Linked DNA regions of Sus scrofa: all the other regions are linked to region 1. The links are chromatin contacts, called in public Hi-C and HiChIP or PLAC-seq maps. All regions are on one chromosome and are shown on one strand. The core of a region is the stretch at or near the end of the contact, and the rest is flanking DNA. Distances in the headings are between cores, read along the strand shown. Region 1 holds the start of PLEKHM3 (pleckstrin homology domain-containing family M member 3). Region 2 holds the start of CCNYL1 (cyclin-Y-like protein 1). Region 3 holds the start of METTL21A (protein N-lysine methyltransferase METTL21A). Region 4 holds the start of FZD5 (frizzled-5).

Evidence for each region. Hi-C and Micro-C count contacts between places; a contact is called where the count stands out from the background. HiChIP or PLAC-seq counts read pairs in DNA pulled down with a chosen protein or histone mark.
Region 2: a contact with region 1 is called in an H3K27ac HiChIP or PLAC-seq map of alveolar macrophages. The contact joins the promoter of CCNYL1 here to the promoter of PLEKHM3 in region 1. A contact is called at or near these places in 1 of 5 promoter capture datasets (fetal liver) and 1 of 2 datasets of contacts at active chromatin or transcription factors (alveolar macrophages).
Region 3: an H3K27ac HiChIP or PLAC-seq map of alveolar macrophages shows a contact between it and region 1. The contact joins the promoter of METTL21A here to the promoter of PLEKHM3 in region 1. A contact is called at or near these places in 2 of 2 datasets of contacts at active chromatin or transcription factors (alveolar macrophages and skeletal muscle).
Region 4: a Hi-C map of liver shows a contact between it and region 1, with 3 times the contacts expected there. The contact joins the promoter of FZD5 here to the promoter of PLEKHM3 in region 1. A contact is called at or near these places in 4 of 47 Hi-C or Micro-C datasets (heart right ventricle, liver and skeletal muscle) and 1 of 2 datasets of contacts at active chromatin or transcription factors (alveolar macrophages).

What each region holds. Positions count from the first base shown.
Region 1 is chr15:111,184,307-111,187,264 of Sscrofa11.1, forward strand. It overlaps PLEKHM3 (pleckstrin homology domain-containing family M member 3), which reads right to left and starts at 1,622. Exons shown (of 8, transcript XM_021076249.1): 1 at 1,579-1,622.
Region 2 is chr15:110,872,621-110,875,571 of Sscrofa11.1, forward strand. CCNYL1 (cyclin-Y-like protein 1) reads left to right here and starts at 1,292. Exons shown (of 8, transcript XM_005672131.3): 1 at 1,292-1,938. The coding sequence starts at 1,713.
Region 3 is chr15:110,788,106-110,790,974 of Sscrofa11.1, forward strand. METTL21A (protein N-lysine methyltransferase METTL21A) reads right to left here and starts at 1,361. Exons shown (of 4, transcript XM_003133611.4): 1 at 1,099-1,361; 2 at 280-459. The coding sequence starts at 426.
Region 4 is chr15:110,919,401-110,922,288 of Sscrofa11.1, forward strand. FZD5 (frizzled-5) reads right to left here and starts at 1,462. Exons shown (of 2, transcript XR_002339431.1): 1 at 1,326-1,462. LOC110257173 (a long non-coding RNA gene) reads left to right here and starts at 2,071. Exons shown (of 3, transcript XR_002339433.1): 1 at 2,071-2,449.

The DNA.
Region 1 (2,958 bases), core at 372-2,871:
GGTGATATGTCTACTGACCTTTTAACCCAGTTGTGGTTAAGGCATGTTTCTGAAGTTAATGAAACAAAAATTGCCTTTATCTTAAAGTGTGCCAATTATAATTTATATATAGTATTTTATAATGAAGTATCATATGAATGAATGCAAATTGCAATTCACTATGACTATTAAATTTAAAATATTAAAGAAAAAAAAAACCCAGACATGTCTCCTTTCCAAGGAGGACAAAAACTTCCAAATAAGTTTACAACAGTATAGCTCTGTCTCAGTTTAACCTAGTAAATTCAAATCTGTCCTGATTTCAAGCTATGCATCTAGGCCAGTCTCAATTTGTCATTCATTTATATATCTCATTAATAACTTTGAGAAGCAGGTCTGAAATTTCCTTATCTTTAAGCTTAGTAATCCTTTCATAGAAGGCCAAATCATGCTTGTCATCAGCCACAATGTCATTTACTGTATACTAAAAATGAACGAGGTCAACAGAAGGAAAAAATCATTCCTGGGAGTGCCAGCTTAATGTAAAAGCTCTGCTAAGGCTTGGTTTCTAGGACCCAGGAGCGCCGGGGGGGCGGGGAGAGCAGTAAAAACGCACAGAACAGGATCATCTATTTCAACTGATTTCTACTTATAAACCTGTATCATTTAAAAAACAAAAAACAGACAACGCCTCATACCATCTCCCCTTACCTGATATGCATTGCACTGTTGTGCAGTTTCCAGCAGTTTCCAGGATGAAATAAAAACCAAAGCATGGAAGAAACAGCAAAATCACCGCTACCCCGGGGAGCGTCTCGGATATTTACAATGCTGTCATCCCCACACCCTTCCCCCAATGGCCAGCCAGACAGCACAGAAGCCGGCAGATGCTCACCCAGCCGCCGGCCGCTTCTCTCTCTTCACCTGCGTGGCCCGCAGCCTACTCCTGGCTGGGGCTTGGCTTCGGCAGCCCGCCCGCCTTCCTCACGGTGACAAGCCGGCTTGGCCACCGACCATCCCGGCCCGGCTCTCTGTTTACAAGCGCTTCTGGCGGTCCCACATTTAAATGCTTCCTTCCTGCAGCCCGGGAAGCGAGATCCGGACACACAAGGTTCCAGTCGGCAAGGACTAGATTTTCCTGCCCAGGGACCTAGCACCCGCAAGGGCCTGACCGCACCCTCCTGGGCTCCTTATCTCTTTGTCTTCCTACACACAGTTTTCATCACACACTTTTTGAAAACAATGGCTAGTGCCCCAGAGTCACCTCTCTGCTCCTCCCAGTGCCCAAATAGATGTTTGCAACTGCAAAATTTCATTTGGAACAGACTGGAGATCAGTCTTGTTTTTAGCATCTCCCTTGTCTGAGAGAATTACTCAGATAAGTTCTTTCTGAAAATAGGACTTTTAGGACCTAGAGATTGCTTCACATTTCAGGTTTGGAGCTGTGATAAAAGTCAATTTTCACTCCCCTTTCATGGTGTAGCCAGCAGATTGCAAGCAGAGAGTTTTGAGTGCAGGTTTTCAACCCTCATTCAGATTCCCAGAAAAACAAAGAGTGTGTGTGATCTGAGTGGTCCTTAATGAGACACCCCAACTCACCCCACAGTGACTTTTGCAGGCATTGCAACAGGATATGGCAGTCAGGCTGGAAGACCTTCCTTGACGTTCCCCACTTTATTCTCTCTTGTAACACACGTAGCTCAATTTATAATCACACATGTTTTTACTTACCTGTTTTACTGGCTTCTCCACCCCGACCCCAGCCTCACCTATAAACTCTCTGAGGGCAGGAACAATTTTGGTTTCACTCCCAACCACATGATAGGCCCAAAGCTCCGTGCAAGCTATATATGTTTCAATGAATGAATGAAGAACTGAATGCAAAAAAAAAAAAAAAAAAAAAATCTCCTTTAAAGATTCATAAGAAAATCTTTAATCACGGAATTTTAAAAAACATCTCTTTTGGCTGATGTTTAAGTTTGTTTCAAAGCTTACACTGCAATTTGAGATACATTTCTTCCTCTTTGCTTCAGGACTTTTGACAAGAGGTTTCCCCTAATGAGAGCTTTCACCCCTACCTCATCCCTTTAGCCAGGCCAACTTCTTGCCCTTTAAGAAGCAAGTGTCATCACCTGTCTCCCAGAGAGGACCCTGCTCCTTTTAAGCATGGGAGGAGGAACTCACGTGTGCCTCTATCAATGCACTCATCGTGTTTTGCGGAATTCATCTGTTTACTCATTAGTCTTCCCAGACCATTGACTGTCAAAGCTCAGTATGTAATGGAATCTTCTAGAACAGTGCTTTTCAAACCTTAATGTGCGGGAATCCTGTTAAAATGCAGGTCATGATTCAAGAGGTCTGTAGTGGGGGCCTTTGAAGCTTTAGTGGACTCCCAGGTGATGCCACATTTTGAGTGTCAAGACTCTCAGGTGCTTGTTAAAAATGCAGATTCCTGGATCACATACCCATTGTTGGGCTGCACCCCGCAAGCCTATAAGTTCTGCACTTGCCCAGTTTTAAGACTGAAGAAAGATGGATTCCCGTCGTGGCACAGTGATTAACAAATCCAACTAGGAACCATGAGGTTGCGGGTTCGGTCCCTGCCCTTGCTCAGTGGGTTAACGATCCGGCGTTGCCGTGAGCTGTGGTGTAGGTTGCAGACGCGGCTTGGATCCCGCGTTGCTGTGGCTCTGGCGTAGGCTAGTGGCTACAGCTCTGATTGGACCCCTAGCCTGGGACCCTCCATATGCTGCGGAGCGGCCCAAGAAATAGCAAAAAAAAAAAAAAAAAAAAAAAAAAAAGAGAGACTGAAGAAAGAGCCCAGAGTCAGCAACAGAGACATCACTGGTTTAATGGATGGGGGATCTTACATGTCTGAAGCAAGGTCCTGGAGTGACACCATATCATGTGCAAGAAACAGCGAACAGGATATGGGGGCTGTGTTTGCTGGGAGACAGGGAAGTTGTCAATTATGGAGGA
Region 2 (2,951 bases), core at 42-2,541, 310 kb before region 1:
AGTGACCTAACTACAAACCACCTGATAGGGACATCTTACCTTCACAACATTCAATGATTCTCATGTTTCTGGGAAACAATTCAAACTCTTTACCCCAGCATCTACTTTGGGGTTAGGCAGATCTAGGTTTGAATTTCAGGTTCAAGTATTCTGCAGCAGTGTGGCCTCAGACAATTGGACTTTCAAAGCCTTTGTTTTTCTCAGGTGTCTAAGCTCACTGAGGGCAGGGTTATTTCCCCAAACACAATGCCGGGCACATAGGGAGCGCTAATTAATGCTGAATGAAGGGAAAGCATTTTAAAATCCACATCAAAAAGCTGTCCCTCCTTAAAAATAAAATAAAATCCTGATATGCTGTGCCACTTCCAACCAAATTTGATTTCTGTCTTTATTTCCTGATAATCACAATCCCAGGGCTGGGCACCAGGGATGAAGGCTGGTTCTGCCTGGCGTCCCCACCCCTTTAGGGATCCACACTATCAGGGATCAAATCCTGGCCATACCCCTGAGCAATTAGGTGACCTTGGGAGCGTTATTTAATTTATGGAAAATCTGTGTTCCTGATGGTTTTGTTCTCAAGGGTTAATGAGCACCACACTTGGAAAGGGTCGGGCGCGTATTAAGTGTTCGCCAAATGTTAGCTATCGTTAACCTCCTTCATCAATTCAAGACCGTGGTACTCCACTTTGTGACTCTCAATTTTGTATGAGAAAAACGTGCTTTATGCGTTGGCGAGAAAGAGTTGCTGAATCCCCGCGTTTCAGAAGTGGAAGGAACGAGTTCGGTGCCTATTTTACCGATGAGGAAGTGTAGGGGTGACGTGTCCTCGAGTCTTATTCAAGACACTGCCACAGCTTTTTACTGAAGGTAAGACCAGGGCCCCGGGGGTTGCTGTGGTCAAACTGAAGGCAGAACAGAGGAGCATTTAGTTACAAAAACGGTCAACAATTCGGGTGTAACTAAGTTCGTTGAGCAGTACATCAAATGAGCCAGCCGTCAGACCTAGCGAAACCAAGTTGCTAACGAACTGGCTCTTTACTTAAGGGGCTATTTTATAGAGCCCGCTCAGCCAGGACAGCTTCAGTTAACAAACTCCCGCAACGCTTCCGCAGGACCGGAAAGCTCCGAGCCGTGAGAGATGAATGGAAACCAGAGTTCAGGGCGCGCCTCGCGGGGGGCGGAGCGCCGATGGGCAGGGGCGGGGCATTATGAGTCACGTGCCTACGCTTGAGGCGGGCGCGTGGAGGGAACTCTAGATGTGATTGGTCCGTCGTAACCAGGTGACCAAAGGACGCGTTCCGGTTGGCAGGGGCCAGCCAGGCGAGGCTTTCAGTCGGGAGGCGGCGGCGGAAGGAGGAGGAGCTCCGGCTGCGCTCTCTCCCGGCAGTGGCTGCGCGTCTCAGCGTTTGTCGGGTCCCCACCCCTTTTAAATAAGCCGGTCTGGTCACCGCCCTCACAGACTAGTTGGCTCCGGGGAGGCGGCAGCGGCGCGGCGGCGGGGGTGCGGCCGGGGCCGGAGCCCTGCCCCGGGCCCGGCGGCGGGGCGGACGGGCGAGTGGGGCCGAGGCCGCGTCTGCATGCGCGGCGCAGCCCCGGCATAGCCCGGGGCTGCCCGTGCCGGCCTCGCCATTGTTGGGGGAGGGGGCGGTTGCTGAGAACGGCGGAGTCGCAGGGCGAGCCGAGGAGGTGGCGGCCAGAAGCGGAGGCGCCCCATGGGGAACACGTTGTCCTGTTGCTTGTCGCCCAATGCCAGCCCCAAGCTGGGCAGGCGCAAGGGGCCGGTGGAGCCAGACTACGAGTCTGAAGTCTGTGAGGCGGCGGCTGGGGACGCGGTGGCAGTAGCTTCCGCGCCGGCTGCCGTGGAACCAGCTGAGTTGGATTACGGAGCCGGCGAGGGCCACCACCTGCAGCACATCAGCGACCGGGAGATGCCCGAAGGTAAGGCGGTGGTAGGCGCACCTCGCCCCTCGCGGGGCCGGCTGCATCTGTTCTCGGGCTTACCTCTGGCCTCCGCCGCCCCCAGGGTTCCCCCGGGAGGGAGCCGCCGCCTAGGGCTCCTTCCTGCCCGGAGCTGGCTTTCCCAGGGCTGGGCACCGGGGATGAAGGCTGGTTCTGCTTGGCGTCCCCACCCCTTATTCTTTTCCCGTCGCGTCCAGCCAGTCTTTTTTCCTCTAATCTACCCGAAAGCCCAGTTCTTTCCCCCATTCCCATTTCCCACCCCAGTCTGAGACCCTCCGGTCTGCGACCCTTCCTGTTTGCGGCTCTTTATTAACGCCTGGTGGGACTTTATAAAGACTTTCTGGTATAGTCTCTGTATTCTCAGTGAAAACTTAAATAACCCAACTATGGCGTATCCATCCCACCTCCTTATCCTTACCTATCCAGATGGTACCTAAGTGAAGGAACCAGGTAAGGTAGTTAAGGCAGTTGATACAATTTAGACGCATTCCAGAATTTGTTATTTAAGTTCAAAATAGAGATCGACAGAGTCTATATGGCGTTCTTCGGTAAAATTATTTGAATTTTAACGTTTTCAGTCGCCCTGATAGAAGCTGCTTTCTTCCTTCTAACTGTAATTTGAGCACGAAAATAAAGAAAATGATTGGGGGCGGGGGGCTTCAAATAAGTGCGAACGTTTGAAATGTTACTGCCACGGCTGCAGAGAATAGTTTTTTTACCCAAATTCGAACCCACGGGGTTCTGATTACTTTCAAATTCCCACTTGGACACAACTGTCTTCAGCCCCGCAGCCTTAACCGACTTCATTTACACGTTGCCAGTTTTAAAGAAGAGGTGAGGTGATTCACCAGACTGTTAAACGTTTCAAAACAGAAGAAAGCAAATTCAGATTTTAATTTGTAATATGAAGATTTGGGAGTTAAGATGTCAGATTCTGCAGAAAAGTGTCTCCATGACTCCCTTTCTTCTCCCCCCCCCCACCCCCCCCCCTC
Region 3 (2,869 bases), core at 111-2,610, 400 kb before region 1:
CCTCATGGTTCCTAGTCAGATTTGTTAACCACTGTGCCACTACAGGAACTCCTAGAAATTTTTTTGAAGGGAGTGGGATGATGAAATGTTTTCAATTGAGTGTGGCGACAGTTGGGCCACTCCGTGGATTTACTTAAGAAAAAAAAAAACAAAAACCAAACTACTTTAAATAGATGAAATGTACGGTATAGAATTATATCCCAATAAAACTATTATTAAAAAAAAATAAAGACCAGTCTTATAATCAGTTGCTGGAGGCTCCCCCCGGGGGTTACTTACCGCGTCCCAAACCACGGCAGCGACTCCCAGCTGCTTCCAGTCCTGCTGGATCTGGATCCTGTGGTTTGCAAAGGAGAAGGTGGCAAGAGGCTTGTGGAATCTCTGCAGCCCCATTCCTGCGGTCTCCTCATAGGGCACCAGGGCCATCTCGTCCGAGCCCAGCTCCCTGCTCCCTCAAAGCTGTGGAGCAAAAGAATTCTGCGTGATGCTTCTAGCCAGAAAAAGTATTATTACCTCTTAAGTAGCTACAATTGCTTTCTTAAGGTCATTTTACGAGTTCAAAATAATTAACACTCGAGGAAAGAAGCCTTTGTCTCATTCCTTTTACATGGCTCTTCTGGGAAGTGAGATATCGCTCTGAGTTCGTGCTGTAGCCGCTCGACGAATTCGCAGCTGAGCGAAGAGTGAGCAAAGTAGAGGTGACAGCCCAGGACTGCGGAGAAAGTAGCGCTTTCTAAACTGCCGGGGCCCGTGTAGACTGCAGCTGCAAGCCGCTGCGTTGGGCAGGGCATTATATTGTTGTTTCTTTCTTGGTCTTCCTTGCTCTCTCTAAATCGTTGCGTTCAAGAGCGACCCCACAGACGTCTGAACTTAAATGAAGGGTTAACGGTAAGATTATCCCGCTTTACGACACCAGCCGGCTATACACGCTCAACGCAGTTACATTTCTTGCACTGGAAGTGAAAGACGCTAGTGGATTCCGAGTCGCTTTCAGCGAGCGAGACCCCGGGTCCAGGATAGATTGGGGCACCGCGGCTCGGAGACCTCCTCATAGTCTTGACCCCCGCCCGCCCCACTGAAGGTCCGACAGGTACGTACGTCCTTCCCGCGGGCCCCAAAGCTGCGGGAACCGGCGGGATCGGGCCGGGAGCTACGGATCCCCAGACGCGCGGGCTTCCTGCCCCATCTCGGGAGCGCCCGCGGCCTCCCTGCCGAAGGCCGAAGGCGCGCTCAGCGTCCCAAGAGCCGGGCGGGCTACACACCCCGGCCGGCAGCGCAGCCTCCCCTCTACCTACGGCTCCCGAGGCGGCGCCGGGTTGGTGCGCGCGTTGCTCTCCCCGCCCCGAGGTCGGCGGCGGAAATGACCCGCGCGCGGAGGTGGGCAGCCCGCGCTGGGGCCACGCGTTTCCGGCTCCCCGCCTTCCCAGCTCCCCGCCTTCCCAGGACAAGTGCTGGCTGGGGGCGGGCCCTCCCCCGCGTGGGTCCCCAGGGGATTGCGGCCAAGTCAGTTTCCCGGGGGGCCCGGGAGAGCGAGGTGCAGAGCCGCGGGCGGGAGCGCCGAAGGCGTGGGTACCGTGGCGACCGGGGAGTGGGAGGCCGCCCACCTGGTGCTGGGGCCGCTTATCTATGCGCTCGTTTTGGCGCGCGCGTCTTTTTGTGTGTGTTTCTTAAACGTGTGTGTTTGCCTGTTTTTAGTTTTAAGGGTGGCTAGTTAGCGGGTGTAGGAGAAAATTCGCTCCAAAGAATACGTGGTCACCCATCCGTCCTTGTATTAGCAAAGTGAGGTTCGAATTGGTGCAATCCGGCGCTCCGTGGCGGTAGAGTGGGAAACGTGACAAAGCCCTTCTCAACTAGAGAGCAAAAGCCGAGCGGGGCGCCCGGTGTAGACCGGAGGTCCAGGTCTTCCTTCCTCCCCGGACAGAAAGTTAGCGCCCCTGGCTTGGGAACGAACACCCGTTCTCCAGACGAAAGTTGCTGAGAGTGTGGCACCTGGCCGCAGGCCCTTGGGAAGCGCTCAGCTTGAAGTGAGCACCCAAGAATGTGACGGCGGCAGGGGCCGCATCCTTCTCTCCGAAAGATTCTTTCTCTTCTCGGATCTGGACTCCCAGCCGCCGTGACCCCCCCGCCGCCGCACTCTCAGGAGAGGGCGATTTTCAGCTCTCCCTGCACGTTGGAATAAACCGGAGCGCTTTTCATCTCCGCAGACCAGGACTCTGCCAGGGGAAAGTTTCAGCTGGTGTGCGGTGGGACCCGAGCCTTGGCATTTTTTTTTAGAGCTTTCCTGGTGATTGCGCCCCGCGGCCACTGGTTAGAAGCTTGAGCCAGACCTAAACCACCCCCTCTCCTCGCATCCCGCAGGGGGCGTGCCGGGCTCTGTCCACATTTCCTTTTCCTTCCTGGAGGAGGGAGGCGTGGGTGGGGCCCTGGGACTGCAAAGTTGATTTGAACGGAACTTTGAAGGTCACTGGTGAAGGTCTTTTACTCTTTTTTTTTTCTTTAGCTTTGCTTCTTTATTATTAATTTTTTATGTGATTGAGTTTATTTTTGAGAGCAATGTTTTTTATTTTATAATGATTTTTATTTTTTCATTATAGCTGGTTTACAGTGTTTTGTCCATTTTCTACTGTACAGCAAGGTGACCCACTCACACATACATGTATACATTCTATTTTTGAGGGCAATTTTAAGTTCACAGTAACGTTGGCAAGATTTCCCACACACTCTCTGTTCCATGCATAGCCTCCCTCATTATCAACATCTCCCGCTAGGATGGTACATTTGCTCCAACTGATAAACCTACACTGACACATCATTGTCACCCAAAGACCACAGTTTATGCATTAGAGTTCACTGTTGGTGTTATATATGT
Region 4 (2,888 bases), core at 212-2,711, 270 kb before region 1:
GTTCCATGTCTATTAAGAAGGTGGCCACCGTGGTGGAAGTGGAGATGAAGCACAGCACAGACCACAGGCCGATCCAGAAGGTGGCGAACGTGCGCTCGTCCGGGCTAAAGGACGGCTGGTAGCAGGGTACCGCGCAGTTGGGTACCTGGCCCGTCCGCACTTTGTTGTAAAGGGGGTGCGACTCCTTCAGAATGGGCACGAAGGGCTCGCGGCACTTGCACACCGACGGGCCCCCGGCGACGCAGTCGCTCCCTGAGGCCGGCGCCCCCGGAGGGCCTGAGAGGGTGGGCTTGGCCGGGAAGGGCCTGGGGGGCGCCGTGGTGGCCTCGCTGCGGTTGTAATCCATGCACAGGACCTCGGCGTCGCGGCCCAGCACCGGGAGGCGGTCGCAGCTCATGCGTTCCGGCCAGGCAAAGCCGTACTGGCGCATGAGCGGCGAGCAGCCGGCCTTGGCGCGCTCGCACACCGAGCGGCACGGCGGCAGCGGCTTGTGGTAGTCGGGCAGGCAGATGGGCGTGTACATGGAGCACAGGAAGAAGCGCAGGTCCGGCGAGCAGTGGATCTCCACCAACGGCCAGAACTGGTGCACCTCGAGGCCCGCCTCGTCCTGCGTGTCGTGGTTGAACTGGTTGGGCATGTGCGTCAGGTTGTAGCCGATGCCGCGGCACATAGGCACTGTGATTTCCTGGCACACCGGCGCCTTGGAAGCGGCCGTCGCCCGGCCCGCCAGCTGCGCCAAGAGCAGCAGCAGCAGCGAAGGCGGCGCGGACGGGTCAGGCCGAGCCATAGCCCCCTCCCTCCCCTCTCCTCCCGCAGCCCAAGCGGGGCCAGCTCAGGCAGGGGAAACCAGGACCGTGCTTCCCTCTCTGCAGACTTGTGTGGCGCCGGGGCTGGCAACCTGTTGGTTTCTCTTTCTTTTAAAGAAATCCGTCCAAAGATAAACTGTTCCGGGAGGGCGCTGCCTCCGCAGGGAGAGCTCAGCTCTTCGCTGGATAGGGCTGAGGAGGGACAGTTAAGGCTCCGATTCCAGGGAAAGTACTCTTTAAAAAAGAAGGTGGGGGAGAAGAAAGATTGCTGCCACTGCCAAGGAGAGGGGCGTCAATGGCTTAGTCCTCGCGAGCAGTCTCCAGATCTCTAAGTTAACCTCTTTCCCTTCCCTTCCCTCCACCTCCAGAAACCAAACTACAGACTCCCCGCCTCTCATCCCGCCTCCCTTTCCGCCCGGCCTTCCACGCTGTACCCCGAGGTCAGAGCGCTCAGCCCTCTGGAAAAGGGCAGAAGGGCAGGGAAAACAACTGGGAGGAGGAGAAGGCGCGTACTCTCACCTCGAAGGATCCCGTGAGAAGCAGATAGTCAGTCGCCAGCCTGAATCCTCCGTCCCTGGGGCTCTTAGCTCAGAAACGCGACTTTGAACCGAGCTGGCATCGAGAAAGTTTGGCGATAAGCTGGGTACCCGAGGCAGCACATGGCAGCAGGTGGGGGTGTCTTAGAGAGGCGGTCGCCCGCTGAACGAGGTCGCCACAGACCGGTCACTCGCCCTCTCCTTCTCCGGGGCCCCCTGCATGATCCGAGCGGGACAGGGCTGGGGTCGGCCGTGCCTTCCACCAGGGTCCACCAAGGGCGAGCGCGCCTGGCAGCACCTGGGCAAAAGGAAGGCGGTGTGCGGCGACCGGGGGCTTCCGCGGCCTCACAGTACCGCCAGCAGCTGGTGTTGGCTCCGCCAGGACTGCATGGTGCGCGCCCGCCGCCGCGTCCCGCCCGCCGCTCGCCTCCTCCCCTGCAGGGGGCTCCGCGCTCCAGCTGATTCCTGGGGGCGGTGGCGGCGCTCCCGGGACGTGCGGGACTCGGCTCCTCCTCCGCGCTCTAGCACCCTTTCGCCCACCTCTGGCGGGTACTCAACGGCGCGCGGCGGCGACGACGGCTGTAGTGCACTTGCGGCCGCAGGCTGGACTGGCCTCTTGCGCCCCGCCCGGGTCACCTGCTTCTAATGCCCGCCAGGAGGCTCCGCCCCGACCCCGCCCCTTTGAGCTGGAGCTCGGTTGGTGGGCCGCCCCGCCACGCTCTCCGCGCGTCCCCGCCCACTGCCCCGCGGGATCGGCCTCTCTTCGGGCGCCCTCCTGCCCCCTCCCCGAGCGGGCCGCTGAGGAGTGCGGGCCAATCGCGGGCCGGGAAGCAGTGGGGGCGGGGCAAATGCTAATTTCGCCTTCTTGAGACCCGGGGCGGGAAACCCTAGCTCGAAGTCCCTCCCGAGTTCTCTAGTGGCGCCCACCCGTGCCTTGTCCACTTTTCTGTAATGGTCTAGCTTACGAACCCTTGCTTCCAGGGCCCCTACCAGGTCTCCTCTCTCCAGCTAAGCATCCTTAGAGTCCAGCGCTTGTTTAAAAGAACTGCTCAAAGAATCACTTTTAACTGTGGCACCTGTCTCCTCTCTGCGTTGTCCTCATACCAGGTGAGCTTAAGTTGAGAGAACAAACGCTTCCTGAGCCCCTATTGTGTGTCGGACAGCGTGTTAATCGTTCATATCTTAATACAGGGTGTCTCAGATCCTTACAACAATTCTATGAGGCAGGCACTCCTTACAGGTGAACAAACAAGAGGTTTAGAAACTTGACCAAGGCAACCAAGCTAATAATAGCAACCCCCAGGAAAGCCACAACCTAGACAATCTTGGGAAGCTCGGTATTCTGAGCGCCTGGCATAGAGTAGGCGCTCAAATGGCAAACCTGGGATTTGAACCGAGATATTTGGGCTGCTGCATCCACAGTTTTAACAGCCACCACTCTCCCCCCACCCCACCCCCGCCATTATGCTACTGGTTAGCTCCCAGGCTTTAACCTTTACTTTTGCATTTCGTAACAAAATCTTACTGTTGCGACAGGAAAGTGATT